2 separate regions of the Astyanax mexicanus genome follow, and region 2 is linked to region 1. A link is a contact called in public Hi-C data. All regions are on one chromosome and are shown on one strand. Each heading gives the region's core, a stretch centred on a gene start, on an enhancer-like site or on the middle of the called end of the contact. The rest is flanking DNA. Distances are from core to core; before and after follow the strand shown. Region 1 overlaps rnaset2 (ribonuclease T2). Region 2 holds the start of sft2d1 (SFT2 domain containing 1).

Region 1 (5,511 bases), core at 873-3,372:
TCAGTTTTGTGGTTATTTAACATTCCTCAATCCACAGGCATAACCACCTACAGTGGACAGCGCAGTGGGTGGTAATGATCATGACTGGTGGTATCTGCCTGGAATTGTGCATACAAAAAGCAACACCAGGCCAGACAAATCACTCGCTTATCACTTTTCAATTTTATATAAGAATATTAAAATGTTCTGCTAACCAGGTTCTGCTTTGTGGTTCTTATATATGCAAATGATGAATTACGTGATGAGTGTCAGTAGGAACAATAGCAGTGAGACAGCAGATGACACTGTCACCGCACTGTCTGCCAGACGCTCGTCCATACGGGTTATCTTGTCAGACAGTTGCAATGGAGCTTCCATTCATATTGAGAGTAATCCATCAGACATGAGAGTGTCAGGAGTCCTGCTGTTTAATTCAGTCTGTCTGCAGCAGAGCCTCTCTATCCCTCTCTCTCTCTCTCACTATCTCTCTCTGTCTCTCTCTCTCTATCCCTTTCTCTCGTACTATCTCTCTCTGTCTCTCTCTCTCTCGCACACACACTGTCTCTCTTGTGCTTTTTCTCTCTCGCTCTGTCTCTTTCTCTATCCCTCTTTCACACACTCTCTTTCTTTTCCTCTATCTCCATCCCTCTCTCTCTTTCTCTGTCTCTCTTTCACTATCTCTCTCTCTCTTGTGCTTTTTTTCTCTCGCTCTGTCTCTTTCTCGATCCCTCTCTCACACACTCTCTCTCTTTTCTCCCTCTTGCTCTCTCTCCATCTCTATCCCTCTCTCACACACTGTCTCCATCTCTATACCTCTTTTTTTCTCTATCCCTTTTTCTTTCTCTCTCTCTCTCCATCACTGGTATAAGCTAGGACAGCTCTTGTTCTCATTGTAACTCTAAAACATCTCTGCCCATTCTTGCCCATATCACTCCTCCTGCAAATACAGTCAAAGTTTATGGCGTGTGGTTCTGATGCAGGTGCTTCTGTGCTGTTTTCTAGTTCACAGAAGGATTTGTTGGGAGATCTGAAAGGCTTTGTGTCATTGTGTGTAGTTTAATGGGGAGGGATTAGCAGAGGTTAACTAGATTTTCTAGCACTGCACAGAGAATTAGTGTTTCTGGGTTCTGTGATTTTCAAAGCCAGCCCAAATGAATAGAAAATAGAACATTGTTACAGAGGTTTAACACAGTGTCGGGTCATAGCTTTTCACTGTCGCTAACTACCGGTAAATACATATTTGTTCAACAGTGAGGAGTCGTTATTTTCACACTGATCTATTATTTAACCCTTTTGTTGCATGATTTTACTCTAGGGGAAGAAATTAATTTGCCTCACACTGACCTGGTAGATATTTGACATTTGGTAGAAATATAAATGTACATTATGTGTCATCATCTGGAGTTTTACAGTAAATCAAATCTTATAAAAACATAAAAATGACAAAAAACTGTCAAGATTACATCTGCACAATTTATTGTTTCAGCTTAGTCATTCAATGCATAATCCATCACTGTCAGCTCGAACCCTAGGCAATTGACTGGTTTGCTTGCCTTGTTGCAATGGGGCTGAACATGCAGTAAGAAATGCTGGTAAAAAAGCTGAACTTATTATTTATTTTTTTTGTCATTGTAATCCAAGCAAAGATGATACGTAGACAGGATTAACAGTGGAATGGCTTGGTTTAGATGTCTAACAATGACAAAAATCAGACATAGAATAGCATGTTTATGGATCATTGTTGATGAAAATGCCCTTTAAAACTTAAGAAAATAAAAGTTCATATTCATAAAGTTTTAATAGTTCAGAAATCAATATTTGGTGGAATAACCCTGGTTTGTTTTTTAATCACAGTTTTCATGTATCTTGGCATCATGTTCTCCTCCACCAGTCTTACACGCTGCTTTTGGATAACTTTATGCTGCTTTACTCCTGGTGCTCCACCCAGGGTTAGGAGATGATTCATCATGGCTGGCCTTATCCACCCTCCACCCGCTCTCCACCCACCACCGGCACTGATACAGCCCAACACACAGCTCCAATCTCTACTCAACTGTGAGAGAGTAGCCAGAAGAAAGGGCTTCAAAAGGCGGCCGGGGCAGCTTTCAGCCACAGCCATTATCTTCCCAGCCGGCTCTCATCAGCTCACACGGTTTAAAAGCCATCGGGCTGCATCCAGCTACCTCATCTGAACGAACAGAGGAAGAGGATGGTCAGCGATGACCCACTTCATTTACGGATCACATGGCAGGCCTGCAGGCTAGCCTAGCGTCAGTGCTACTGCTACAGGCTAAGAGAGGAAACACAAGACGAGTTACTGATGATCTTCAGACCAGATCAGTGTTATAATTTGTGTATAAACTCATTTCATCACCAGCTGTCAATGTTAATGAGGGGCTCAAGCAGTTTTATAATTACTAATCAATTCAATTCGCCTACCTGAGACGATGAGTTTCTTTGATTTTACCAAATTGAAAACCTCTGGAATATAATCAAGAGGAAGATGGATGATCACAAGCCATCAAACCACCAAACTGAACTGCTTGAATTGTTGCACCAGGAGTAAAGCAGCATAAAGTTATCCAAAAGCAGTGTGTAAGACTGGTGGAGGAGAACATGATGCCAAGATGCACGAAAAAAAAAAAAAAAAGATTAAATCCAGGGTTATTCAACCAAATACTGATTTCTGTTACTCTTAAAACCTTATGAATATGAACTTGTTTTCTTTGCATTATTTCAGGTCTGAAAGCTCTGCATCTTTTTTATTATTTTAGCCATTTCTCATTTTCTGCAAATAAATGCTCTAAATGACGATATTTTTATGTGGAATTTGGGAGAAATGTTGTCTGTAGTTTATAGAATAAAACAACAATGTTCATTTTACTCAAACATAAACCTATAAAAAGCACAATCAGAGAAACTGATACAGAAACTGAAGGGGTCTCTTTTATTTTTTTCCAGAGCTGCCTATTCATATATATATATATATACACACACTGTATTATCCCTTTTTTCCACAAGGCCAAATATCACCATCAGTATACAGACTGAATATGCTGTATATCATCTCTGGAGTTGAACTTTAAGAACTTAAAGAACACACAATAAAAACATATTTACTCGCTGCTGGAGACACACTCACCAGAGAGCTCTCACATACAGGGTTCGCTCCACTGAACACAATCAGCACAGTGCAGCTGAAAGTCAAGGACGCTGCAGTGAAGGAGCCGAGCAGCGAAGGACAAACGATTGAGTGCTTTTAAATTCAGCCTTCGCTTAAGAGCTGCTGCTGCTTTCACCGGTCTGATGACGAATATCTCAGTTTAGGCAGAACGTGGCTGAGAACAGAGCTGATCGAAACTCACAGACCCAACATCACTCATTTATTTAATGAGCAAGAACAGGAACAGGTGGATCAATACTGAAACATAGATGCCTCCAATCAAAGTGTTACTTTATGAGAATTGATTCTCACACATATTACAATATTGACTCCATTTTTTTTTACTAGCAGTGAACTTAGTATCTATCTGTATGTATAGAACTGAAGTTGTAAAATAAAAAAGAACATTGTTTTTTTTTTAACAAATAGTTATAGCACAAAAATCAATGTATATAAAGCTCTGGGAAAACATGAAAAGACCACTTCAGTTTCTGAATATGTTTCTCTGATTTTGCTATTTATAGTTACTGTATATGTTTGAGTAATGAACATTGTTGTTTTATTCTACAAACTACAGACAACATTTCTCCCAAATTCCAAATAAAAATATTGTCATTTAGAGCATTTATTTGCAAAAAATGAGAAATGCCTTCAATAACAAAAAAAAGATGCAGTTTGAGTTTTGAGATGAGTTTTCAGACCTCAAATAATGCAAAGAAAAAAAGTTCATATTCATAATGTTTTAAGAGTTCAGAAATCAATATTTGGTGGAATAATCCTGGTTTTAATCACAGTTTCATGCATCTTGGCATCATGTTCTCCTCCACCAGTCTTACACGCTGCTTTTGGATAACTTTATGCTGCTTTACTCCTGGTGCAAAAATTCAAGCAGTTCAGCTTGAATTTTCAATTATCAGGATATCTGTCCATGACCAGAAATTCAGGAGAAGGTGGGTCATACAGCAAGACAATGACCCTCAGCACACAAGTCACTCTACCGAAGAATGGTTGAAGGTCAAAGTTCTGACCTTAATCCAATGAAAATTTTGTGGGCGGAGCTAAAGTGAGCAGTTTGAAAGTGAGAAGGTTGAAATTTGGACACTGAAGCTGCTGATCAGTGTCTCTGCTCTGCCACACTGTGGCTGTTCAAATAACTGCAGCAACAAATAAGTGTGCATGTGTTTCTTTAACAATATTTAAATAAATACATTGAGCTACTACATTGTATTGGGTCAGCGTAAGTTTTATCAGATGTATTTTCGACCGATTGAAGCTAAATAAAAAATATATATGTTTTCCATTTGATATACTAAAGAAGATTTTGGGTTTCAATAATTTTTCCCAATTTTCAAGATTTTCTCTTCTTGTATATCCTCACGATCAGATATACATGAAAAAAAAAATAAAAATAAATTCTATTCAGTTTTCTGATATTACAATTTATTTCAGATTTAAAAAAATTAAAAGTCTAAAAATTTAAAAGTTTTAAAAATCTTTTAAAATGTATTTTCCCCCTGGAATTCAGATCCTGATTATACAAACTATTAAAAAAAAAAAAAAAAAGAAAATCTGAAAAATTATTAAACCAATTTCTTCCTCAGGATACCAAATGAGCAAAAATAAATAATAAAGTTTTACACTCAATTTCCTTTTTTATAAAAACTGAACTGATAAACATTACACTGACTGTATTCCCATGTTTCTGTGTATTGAATAATGATGATGATGATAAAATAAACAAATGACTGATTTCAATTGTGCTCTTTTTTGTATTGAATTGGCTCTGCACTGTGACTGCATTACAACAATCTAACTTTTCTTATTTATAGAATATTTAAAAAATTGACTAAAACAAAGATTTTACTCAGAAACACAGTTTTTAATTATGTAATTATGTAGATTCTAAACAAGAAGAATCTGATTAATAAAAAGACTGAAAATGATGATAAAACAACAGAACAATGGCTATTAATTGAGTTCTTTTTATTGAATTGACCCACTGAATCACAATAATTTAAACTTTCTAATTAAATGAAAATAAAATGGAAAACAAATCTGTATTTTTTTAGAAACAATAAAACAATACAGGTAAAATAATGGATCAGGAGGTAAAACATAATCATGACCAGTACAGAAGATGATTCATATCTCAGCTGTTCTTAATATTTGTGTATTGGACTTTAACTGGAACAGCTGCCTATACAGCTGATATAAACTCTGTAGCAGCCCTGCACTCTGAGACAGACACAGAACAGCATGTTTATGGATCATTGTTAGTGGAAATGCCCTTTAAAACTTAAGAACATAAAGGACGGGATAGTTTTCTCTCAAATAGCTGATAAAGCAAAACGTCTCAGTATGGCTAAACA
Region 2 (5,434 bases), core at 2,309-4,808, 61 kb before region 1:
CAGACGTTTCCTGTAGTTCTTGACCAAATTTGCACAAATACTGCAGTGGGGATTTTGACCCTCTCCTCCACACAGATCTTCTCCAGATCTTTCAGGTTTCGGGGCTGCCGCTGGGCAACATTAACTTTTTTTGGGCTCAGGTCTGGAGACTGGCTATTCAACTTCAGGACCTTGAAATGCTTCTTACAGAGCCACTCCCTAGTTGCCCTGGTTGTGTGTTTCAGGGTCATCGTCATGCTGGAAGACCCAGCCACGACCCATCTTCGATGCTGTTACTGTAGGTAGGAGGTTGTTGGCCAAAATCTCACAATACATGACCCTGTCCATTCTCTCTTCAATACGGTGCAGTCATCCATTCCCATCCCTAAAGAAGGTTGTTTCCACCCCATGCTTCACAGTTGGGTTGGTGTTCTTGGGGATCAAGGTGCAACTAATACAAGTAATGAGTGCAGAATAGGAGGAATAGCTTCATAAAGAATAAGTAACAGGTCTGTCAGATCCATAATACTTGCTGGTTGGTAAACAAAATAATACTTTTTAATGCAATAAAATGCCAATTAATTATTTTTAAAGTATTTAGACTTTCTTGTTTTTTTTTTTTATTCTGTGACTCACAGTTGAAGTGAAAGTAAAATAAAAATACAGAACTGCCCATTCCTTTTTTTTTAAGGTGGGAGAACTGGCAAAATCAGCAGCATATCAAATGTTTATTTTACCATTGTATATGTATATATTTTTTTCTCCAAATTCTGTTTTTTAATTATTTTTGTGGTTAATCTAGCATTTTTGTCTTAATAGCTGACATACAGCTTAAGTGTCACTGTTGTCCATGTTTTCTGCATCAACAAAAACCAAAAGACCATAAACTATGTGTCAGAGAATGAAGGGTACAGGCTACTCTGTTGAACTATACACATATTAATTACACATTATTGTAATAATGTACTGATCTCCACTGCACCCAGTTACAGAAGCAACGAGGAGAACAGGGAGAGAGGGGGTACTCACGAGGATGGAGCAGAGAATCCCTGAAGCGAAACATATTACGAACCACTTGATCCGTGTGCTGTAACTGAGCGTGGAGGAATCCAGCACCTGTGGAGAACAATGGGAGGAAATCACACAGTCAAACTGTGCCCTGCTACACAATGACCCGAGAGTCTGAAGCATTCAAACATAAAAAACAGCCATTTAATACTTAAAAAAAAACACATTACATCCCACACAAAACAGAAAGTTAAAACATGCTTCACTAGACTTTTTATTCTTACAAACAATCTAGGAAATAACAACCACTACAAATGACATACAACACAGAATATTTACATAACCAGATAAGATAGTAAAAAAAAAAAGTAAAGGTAAGAAGTTTACAAATGATCATACAACATCCAAACAACAATTATACATAAAGCTAAGGCTGATTAAAGAACATGCACAGCAGTTCCAAGTTATTTGTATGAATGGTCCTGTACAATAGGGCTGCGTATAGTTTTTTTTATAGTTTTCAATACCAATATAATACTTTAAATTCAATATAAATACCGATAGCCAAGCAATACTTTTTTTAGATAGCTTTTTTTTATTGTAACCAAAAAATACATAAAGCAACAATTACTCTCACACAGCGTATTTATATAACCTCGATGTGTGCTCTCTTTATTGGCACAGTTATGTAAATAGTAATAGTATAGTAATGAGTTATTTCTGTCGATTCCTTTTTAGTATTAAATTTCGATACCCAGCACGACCTGTACATCTCTCTTATCTCTTAAGTTTTTTGACATCATACTCCTGTGGGTGTATTTCAACATATAAACTCATTCTAAATACAGCTCTGTGGTACTGATTTCTATTCAGAAGTCTTGGCCCTGACAAAGGACAATGTGAACTACAATTGAACTACAGAACAGAATTACAGGATAAATTTTACCCACAGATTTTAGACTCTATAAACTATAAATGGGGAGGTAAAATTATTATTGTAGGTTAACAATAATCTGCAATGGTATGAGTATGTCTTTGGTATCGCATCTAAATCAAATCACGCATGCCATAAACTCATAATGCTGTGGTCATAAGTGCATGTCTGACATAATAACTGTTTACTGTTGTTCAGGATTAATGGTGATGGTTCAAACTATCTCTATCTGTCAATAAATCAATCATAAACCTTGCAACTTAAGTGTCCTACTTTCTAGAGTCTAAACATGTACTTCACACTGTTTAAACACATTTCATAGCCAGGTTCACTCTTTCAACAAAGTCCCTCTAAAGTCTAAAGACTTTTTATACACTATACATATATAGAGATCATAACCTTACCTCTTATCATCCATCCTCTGAAAGCATGTAATGTTAGTGGCACAAATAATTGTTACATCAGGCAGACAGTGAAATTAAAATTAAAGTAGACACTTAATAATATATGTGTTAAAAGCGTAAACAAGAAACTGGTACATATACATTTGTTCACGCATTAAATGGTACTGTAATTCGTTAATTTATGTTAACTAGGTTAGATAGCTAATGTAAGTTATAGAGCAAACATAAATTGTAGTCTGACAGCTAGCTAGTTAATATCAGTAACAATTAAGATATGCTTTAGTTAAATGCTATCTATAGATAGACTTTGTGTAACACATACAACATGCAGCCGACATTGTAATCAAACAAACTGTACAAAAATCCATTGCTATCCTGCTGCCTATCTAAAAAAAAAAAACATTTTTTATAATTGAAACATGTAACAATAAAATAAAAATAAAAGTATTGAACTCATCCAAAACATGTTGTAAAGTAAAAGTGGTAGTAAAAAATAATAAGGTTACTCCAGTAAATAAAGATACAGTATTTTAGTACTTTAGTACAGTAAGTTAATGAGGTTAAAATAATACTCCAGTAGATACAGATACAGCATTTTAGTACTTAAGAAAAGTAGTGAAGTAAAAATAATACTCCAGTAGATACAGATACAGCATTTTAGTACTTAAGAAAAGTAGTGAAGTAAAAATAATACTCCAGTAGATACAGATACAGTATTTTAGTACTTAATTCACAGTGTAGAGAGTCAGTTAATCAAGCTAGCTTATCTAGGTAACGTTAACTTAGCTAACACTAGATTAATGCAGTGTACTATGATAGCATTGTGTCCGTTAAGAATAAATACAAACGTGAGTAAAGTTAATAAACGTCTGTCTGAAGTTTACAGTCAATGGCTATTTACTTAGCTTAGCCTATCTTAGCTTAGCGTAGCTGACCGTCAGTCTGCAGTGTAAACTAGCTGATTAGCATTAGCCGCGGCTAGCTGGTTGAGTTTCTCCGCACGTAGAGAAACAGCCGCGCTTAACTAAACACAGACCCCGGGAACTGAGCCGAGCTCACCCCGCGGAGAACCTCACCTGCGCGGTCAGACCCAGCTCCTCGTTGTCCTCCCGGCCGCTCAGAACTCGGCGCAGTTTATCCATGTTTACCTCAGTTCTGTAAACTCCGCTTTCTGACACTTCCTTAAACGCTCACTGAGCAACCATAGATAGACGCCTTATCACGGGCTCGAGCGTAATCCAGCGACGCCGCCATATTGGTTGGGTCTTTTCACTATAGGCTAGCACTATAGCAGCTTATAGCAGCACTATAGCAGCTTATAAATGAAGAGGTTACAGAAAAGCTTGACTTGATAATACAACTTTGAATTTTATGTTATTTTATGTTTACACTATTTCTCATATTTTATAAAGGTATTATTTCAAGAGAACTTACTAACTAGTTTGTATTAACTGCATTTCTATTTTTTTTTAGATAGACCTCTTTACAAAGCAAGGCCATATATACACGACGAAACAATATATGTATATAAACAGTTCTGAATAAATTTCTCTGATTTTGCTATTTATAGGTATATGTTTAAATAAAATGACAATTGTTGTTTTATTCTATAAACTACCCAGCTGGCATTTTGATTGGTTGGATTGATTGGATTTGGTGCTGATTTTGAAAAGTGAATGAACATTGTATGTTCAACCTTTAATAAACCAAAGCTCACTAAAAACTAAAAATCCTGTTGTTGAGAGTGTTTTAACAATTAACTTACATCACTGTAGTGATGCTGAGTATAAAGAATGTTACCCACCACTACCAATCTGTTTACTGAACATCTGATCTCAAAAACACAACAGTAAAACTAATAGAACATGAACATACCCCTAGATAATGAAGCACTATATTAAAAACCAATAACTGCAAATTGAATAAAAACTCTTTTCATTCCTTCATTCAACAGTTTTTTTCGTTTTGAAATGTAAAATACTTAATCAAAAGGCAGAAGGTTGAGGACATTATGTTGATTCAACGTTAACATTTCAATGTTTGCACAACCATTTAACATTTAAACAGACGTTACTTCAAACACATTCTAGCGTTGAAGGTCGGTTAAAAATCTGGTCAAATTGGTAGAGTTGTGACTATTATAGCTGTATCAGTACAAAATAATGCACTGGGGGCGCAGGGGAGACCCATCCAATATGGCGGCCACGCTGAAGGTCAGCACCGATAGGCGGCGTCAGTCTAAGAGACGTATGTGTATGTGAAGTTCTCCCTAAATCTGTTATCACAGCCCACTAACCGTCGATCCAGATGACTTACTGATCAGGCAAAAACAAGTGTACTAGTTAGGCCCAATCCTATTTCTAATTTGTACACCCTTGTTTTTCGTTTTCTGTTTTTTTGTCCATTCCTGCCAACTAAAAAAAATGATCAATTTTTTTTATTATTACGTAAACTGCTATCTCATTACTTTGATATACTATGTAATTATTTTTGAGATAGTAAGTAATAATTCAGAGATAGTAAGTCACAAATATCTAAACATATAAGATTTTACATAATTTACTTAACAATAAGAAAAAAAATGTGCCGGATTAAAAAAAAAAATGTTTAAATTAAATTACATTTTATTTATATAGCGCTTTTTACAACAAAATTGCCACAAAGCAGCTTTACAGAGAAAAATGGATCTACGCCTCTTATGAGCAGCACCATAATGAAGAATGAAGAAAGAAATGGGCTTCCACAGGATTCAATGTAATTGCAATGTACAGAAATATAACACAGCAAATTAATCAATCTCAACAAACAGACAACTAAAAAAAAAACTAAAATTATAGGGAGCACACCAAGGAAGTAAGGCAGTGTTTAGTGTTATTAAACATAGAGATAAGAGATTCCATAAATAAATAGCACAAATGTTACATAGCTACAAGTCAATCAGATTTATTCTACTGCCTTCTTCCACATTTCATAGTATAATGTCGATTTTAAGCTTAAATAATTAAAGGACATTCGGTCCATTGAATCATTTTCCATTAAAATGTTTCTCTGTTGAGTTAAAAAAACGGCTGTTGGCTATTAATGCAGAAGAAAAAAACATTTTAGCTAC

The links. A called contact is a pair of places that touch in the nucleus more often than the background predicts.
Region 2: a contact with region 1 is called in a Hi-C map of muscle, with 12 times the contacts expected there. The contact joins the promoter of sft2d1 here to the enhancer-like site in region 1. A contact is called at or near these places in 2 of 3 Hi-C or Micro-C datasets (both in muscle).

The regions. Positions count from the first base shown.
Region 1 is chr7:3,581,037-3,586,547 of AstMex3_surface, reverse strand. rnaset2 (ribonuclease T2) reads right to left here. Exons shown (of 11, transcript XM_049481565.1): 11 at 5,105-5,511. Among protein-coding and RNA genes, the nearest start is that of rps6ka2, 8.9 kb to the left of the region's middle. Within about 2 kb of position 2,122, the one cell type or tissue checked has an H3K27ac peak away from gene starts, as active enhancers do.
Region 2 is chr7:3,643,607-3,649,040 of AstMex3_surface, reverse strand. It overlaps sft2d1 (SFT2 domain containing 1), which reads right to left and starts at 3,558. Exons shown (of 8, transcript XM_007238547.3): 1 at 3,402-3,558; 2 at 1,009-1,095. The coding sequence starts at 3,467.